2 separate regions of the Drosophila melanogaster genome follow, and region 2 is linked to region 1. Evidence: chromatin contacts called from public Hi-C data. All regions are on one chromosome and are shown on one strand. The core of a region is the stretch at or near the end of the contact, and the rest is flanking DNA. Distances in the headings are between cores, read along the strand shown. Region 1 holds the start of Ret (Ret oncogene). Region 2 holds the start of nrv3 (nervana 3).

Region 1 (3,158 bases), core at 450-2,949:
AGAATATATATACTTTGTATGTTCGGAAACGCTTCCTTCTGCCTGTTACATACTTTTTAACGAATCTAGTATACCCTTATTATACCCGTTATTGCTTGTTGTTGTGCTCCCATTTTGTGTGAAACATCTAATAGAAAGTAAAGTAACAACGGTGGCCCTGTGACAACTGTTTTGATATATGAGAACAGTACAATTACGAACTAGGAAAAACACACTGCGAAAAGAGGAAGTAGTGAAACAGGCGACAAACCCAGTAAGAAATACACCCAATCTTAAAATAAGTACAGAATTATAATTTGTCTCATTAATATTTGCGTTGCCCAGTGTTTATCGTTCCATAGCCATCTTCCGTTGTTTCTTTCAATAAAATAATCGATAGCTGCCCTGTTTTGTACATTTTGTATTTTAACCTCAATTTACGATATATACGAGCAATTCAATCAAAAAAGAGTAATTGAACAATCCCTTGGTAATGCGCATTAAAAATCATTTTTTATTAGCAGTTACCAATCGAGAAGCCAAAATGACTGAGAGCATTGTGTGTCACAAGTGCCAGGAGGCCATCACCAAGCGTATGATCACCGCCCTGGGCAAGACGTGGCACCCGGAGCACTTCCTGTGCCACCACTGCGATGAGCAGATCCTGGATGCCACCTTCAATGTTCAGAGCGGAGAACCAGTGTGCAACAAGTGCTTCGTGGAGCGGTACACCTACACCTGTGCCGGCTGCAAGAAGCCGATCCTTGAAAAAACCATCTGCGCCATGGGGGAGAGGTGGCACGAAGCTTGCTTTTGCTGCGGCGGTGCCTGCAAGAAGCCGCTCGCCAGTCAAACGTTCTATGAGCGCGACGGCAAGCCCTATTGCAAACAGGATTACGAGAACCTCTTTGCTGCCAGGTGCGCCAAGTGCGAGAAGCCTATAACGGACTCAGCGGTGCTCGCCATGAACGTGAAGTGGCATCGCAATTGCTTCCAGTGCAACAAATGCGAGAATCCTATAACCTCGCAGACTTTTACCATCGACGGGGACAAGCCCGTGTGCCCCGCCTGCAATTGCTAACATCGTCCCGGACCCATGATCTTACTCCAAATTGTTTAGTTCCTTTCTTACACTAATGTTGAAATAGTTCCCGATGCTTATGAAGCCTAGAGGCATGAAAGAAATCAGACCCACACATTTGACCACACTTAACATTTCGCACACGCACACACTAAATAAAAATAAATATGTAAAGTCTCTGTATTGGGGTGGCCAGGTAAACCCTTTTATCGTTAAGATTTGCCTAAGACCAACAACACCCACAACAACATACTGATTACTGCGAGATAAACTAGAACGCAAGCCCTTTCCCAATTTTGAGTAAATATTTTCCCCAAACCCAGTGAAAAGAAGCTGTCGAGGAAAGTGTGCTTGATATGAGATCATGTTTCCAAGGGTAAATATGCTACCCAGCCTTGGAACATGCACATCTGATTATCTCATAAACGCCATTAGTCGGTGGAATTATGTTGTTTGGAGGAGGGGTATCCCAGCAGTGCAGCGGAAAATGGAAAACTCTGCGAGGGTGTGCTGACGTGCCGTCATCGTGGAAAATTCATACATTCGGGTAAAATACACGAAGCGGCTTCGTTAGTCAAGTTTTCGTTACGATTTTGTGGGCTCTGCGGCTTTGGAGTTGCCGGCTGCCGGTTTCAGTTTCATTTTTCAAACGGAGCTCGTGCAAAGCGGTTCGGTTGGTCTTTAAGCGATTTTCCACAAACCAAAAAGTATTTCCGCGGAAAAGCTGCCCGAAAACGGGAAAAGAGAGGTGGCTAATTAATTACACTGTTGAAACTGTCCCATAAATAATTGCCGTTTGAGTCGAACAATTAAGGAGTCTGTAAAAAGCTGCAGCAGCTGCAAGCCTCCATAAATCGTGTCTATCAAAATCAAGATCGTGGTTTACGTATGTTGCGAACTTTGAAATTTATTTGCGATCTATGGCCAGATTTTCCAGATTCGGATTTTCCAAATGCAGCCAATATCCTCACGTCTAGTGGCACTGACAACTCAATACAGTATATCGTGTAGATTGGCATCAGATAATTGTGATTTAGCCGTGCGTGTTGAAGTGGAATTAGTTTACTCAATTTGCAACTTCAAGTAATTGCAGTTTATTGAGGAAAATATTTTAATATATTAAAGCTGAAGTGGCGGGATAACAGATTAGCTATAAATATATATATATATACATATATGTATGTATGCAAAGACACATCTTTGATAGTAAAACACTAAGTGTGGGTGGTCTGAGCGTTTATTCTAATTGATAATTATTTTAATTAATACAAAAGATATCTAATCTTGTACTTCTACATTTTAAATGCCTGTTAAGGTCTTTCGTGCTTGCGTTTGCTCAGGTGGAGGCAGAGCTTATAAAAATGTTAATCTTACAAATTATAAAATGTGGGATTAATTGGAAAATGTTTTATTTTGATTACCTAGGTGACAGAAAATTAATTGTTAGCATATGCAAATGTCAGTCGCGATGTGAATTTGCATTTTACGAATGTGTCTACAAGCGATCAGGTCTAAAAACTCAATCAATGGGATCAATTAGGGTTTGTAATACTTGCTATTGCTGACTGTGTTGGATCAAAAAGAACATCACGCACACCTTTAAAGCGGCTGTCATTCCAGAACCTTTTTTCGTGGAAATGGAATCCAAGCCAGGCTCTAAGCTTCCAGGCCAAATTTATTGACGCTACTCTGGCATTCTTTTTCAATTCGTAGATGTCTGTGAACGAAAAAATAACTTACAAGCCGATGGCACTGGAAAAGGTCCAAGCCTAAGTCAATAATATCATCGAATTATTCTATTTGGTTTTTATTCACAGCTCATTATACCAATACTCATATATAAAATACCATTTAAAGTTAGGGGAAAGATTGAAAAAGTAGCAATAATTCGATGAAACCAAATGAAGCAACATTTTTTTTTATTGTGTAAGCCATAATATTTTTAAACACGACACATTAAAAAATTTTTTTTTACATTTCTGTATTCATTAAATCTTTGCAATGCAAAATGTTCTTCATTATGATAAAGCAATGCAAAAGGCAAACATTTGATTAAAATTAAGCTCCCAGTACGCATTCTTAGAATCTTTTTTTGTCG
Region 2 (3,158 bases), core at 172-2,671, 180 kb before region 1:
CGAAAAGCACTAAAGAGAACGCAACTGGAATCTAAGCTCGCAAATTTATGTGTTCCCTTTTTGAGTAGAGGTTGTGGGAGAAATCCATTCCACAAAATTTGACAGCTGGGCGCCAGCTTAATAGCATATTCGGTGCGTTTTGCTATGGCCGGGTTGTGTGTGTTTCCATTAGCATTGGCCCCTGGGCAAATCCGATCGTTTTAGCAAACAGCAGCGGGCAATGGGATGTGGCTGGGACAGCTGGCCAAGCCTGACAGGCTACACAACTTAATTACGTTGAAATGTCGCCCTGCTTCTGATCTCTCTTTTTATCATGGAAAGTCCCGACACTCAAGCTCGCATGACTTGACTTACTCTTTTTCTGCAAATAGTGACGCCGCTGCCGTTGCTGCCTTTCTGCGGTGCTCATTGCGCAACGCGCCCCAATGGACTCGGCCCTGCGTTAGCCACAGCTTTTGCTTCTATTTCTGAACCTGCAATTTGGCTGCTATTGGCTTTGAATGGAAAAGGGCAAAGCGCAGAAATGTAGGCAACACCAGCTTCCTTCCTACGAATCACAAAGGGTGTTGGGAATACACACATTTATTTGCCTTAGGAAATTTTGTACAATTTTGTTTGGTACTCGAATTTCCATTCTAAATATAAAAAATCAATAGGAACACCATTCTGTTTAAAGAAATACGTCCTTGACCCGTCTTAATTAAATGTCAATCGTCATTAGCTATACCTCATTCAATCGCTCTCTTATACATTCTATTCTATTCACTTCCACTGCAAATGCTTATGAAATATAAGTTTCCCTATACTTCAAATTAGCACACGCACACTTTGTACTTCATGTTACTTATTTTGTATTCTCTTTTGTTTTAGGGCCCTTCGTTACATGCCCATTTTTATCGGTACAGCCAGATAAGAAAAAATCGAATTTCAGTATGTATGTATATAACTTTTACAAGGATATTTTAGCCGACGTCGACGTAATCAGTGAAAATTTGATTTCGCAACAACGAGGTATATATTAATTTATAGCAATATTTTAATTCTTAAATCGATTCGGATTTGAAACTTCGTTTACTTTGAACACTGCCGAACACATAGATAATTGAATTGGTTAAATTGTTTGTTTGTGGGCTTTTATGTAACCAGCGCTTTGTAGGAATATGTAAGACTTATGTTTGAATGACACACATACAGAATGAAATTTTTTTCGTCTTCAAACGCTTCCCCTCTACTAGTACATAGTAGCTCCAGATATAACGGTATATATGTATGCGAAATACATATATCTATTTAAATATTTATGCCGTTAATCCGCCAGCGAGTGCGAGTAGCAACCGTCCACAGTTAAAACGCCAATGATAGTGCCATCGTCGCCGCAACTTCCACCAGGCATATCGACAATGGTTCGGCTCGCACTCGTATTCGGCTCCGGGCAGTTTCGTCGTTCTAAGGGGGTGTGTGCCGCCAGCTGCGTATGGGGGCGGTGGGCTTAAGCTCTCCTCGCGCACATAGCTTTCCGCTCAGCTGAGGGCTATGCGAGTTGGCGCTGGAACAGATATGTAGCTTCGTTTGCGACCTCTATATGACAGACGACCAGCTTGGACGTTATTTCCGTCCAATAGCTGCAAAACTTTGCCTACGCAAAGGCTATAAATCTGCTTAATCCACATCTGAATTGATGCGTTGCTAAATGACGTGGCTCGACTAACAAATGCAAGGACAAAAAATGGCTGCATCCCGTCTATTGCTCGCTTACGTGACTTTGTTGCTAATGTTCTGGGTACGTTCACCTCTACTTAAGTTGCCATGACAGAAAGGTGTCGGTTCTAAAGTCGGTGGCCAATTCCAGGCGAATGTCTGATGTTATAAAGCAACACAAAAACAAACATATGTATGTATGCCTTTAGTTTTTTGCAGATTGCGTACTTTCTATTCATTGAGTATGAAAGGTCCAGTGTAGTCACAGCCTGAGAGTGGAAAGATGCAAATTGAGAATTGGATCCCACTCGTAGTTGGCCGCCATCCTGGCATTCAAGCAATGAGAGTTCTTGACACCCAGAGCGACTCCGAAGTGGTTTATTTTTCAGTAAAGGTCGGCAACTTACTCTTTGCCAACTTTCATGATCCCTTGAGGATACAAAAATAAGAATTAAGATTACAAAATAAGAATCAAATCACAATGCGACCAGGACGCTAGTGTTTCAAACGGTTAATCTGAGTTGTCTCATGTATTTTTGGTATTTATGATGGTCTGTCGCTACAAAGGTTAATACCCGTGACTCGTAGAGTGAAAGGGTATACTAGATTCGTTGAAAATTATGAAACAGGCTGAAGAAAGCGTTTCCGACTATATAAAGTATATGTATTCTTTATCACGATGTGTCCGTCCGTATGAACGTCGAGATCTCAGAAAAATTTTTCTGGGATATCGATAGATATATATATTATATATATATATATATATATATAATGATAAAAAGTTAGATTGGGCGTGGTTTTTTTTTGGCAAATTAATAGAAATTTAGACGTCTTATAATATTATGAAAAAATATTAAAACATTTTGCAAGAGTGTGAGCGTAGCAGTTTTGGGCGGTTTTAGGTAGTAAGCGGGGCAAAAAGTTTTTTGGCAAATCGATAGAAATATGAGAAATATTCTTGATCCAATATGTGAAGGTCTAAAAACTGTGGACGGAAAAATAATAATGTTAAAATCGTTAATCTGCATAAATACGTTGGAAATTGTGGGAGATAATATTAGGACACACATAACAGGTGAACTTTTATAAGAACACATTGTTATCTTTAAATATACACAGTAAACCCGAATATACAGAAATATTTATGATTATGATATTTATGCTTAAATACAATGATTATGTTGATCCCAAAATCTTACAACTGAAGTCTTCAAAGTGTAAGTATTATATAAATTAAAACCAAAAAGTCCCCATTACTTCTAAATAAATAATAAAAGACAAATGGTTTTCTAATTGTACTTTTAATACAAAATATACACATATGTATATATTCTTGCTTAGGATCACTTGTCGATCTTAACATAGTCCCCAGATTTCCACGTTTATACGGACGGACAGATCAAGAATATACTTGTAAGGGTCGGAAAAGTTTCTTTCTACCAGTTCTTCTTAACGAATCT

The links. Hi-C and Micro-C count contacts between places; a contact is called where the count stands out from the background.
Region 2: a contact with region 1 is called in a Hi-C map of the Kc167 cell line, with 1.7 times the contacts expected there. A contact is called at or near these places in 30 of 107 Hi-C or Micro-C datasets (the Kc167 cell line, the OSC cell line, cellular blastoderm embryo and 8 more) and 2 of 7 datasets of targeted methods (both in the Kc167 cell line).

The regions. Positions count from the first base shown.
Region 1 is chr2L:21,197,303-21,200,460 of dm6, reverse strand. Ret (Ret oncogene) reads left to right here and starts at 1,699. Exons shown (of 7, transcript NM_165359.2): 1 at 1,699-1,808. CG31624 reads left to right here and starts at 86. Exons shown (of 2, transcript NM_165361.3): 1 at 86-253; 2 at 504-1,223. The coding sequence starts at 524. The coding sequence ends at 1,060.
Region 2 is chr2L:21,378,396-21,381,553 of dm6, reverse strand. nrv3 (nervana 3) reads right to left here and starts at 1,421. Exons shown (of 8, transcript NM_165379.3): 1 at 1,193-1,421.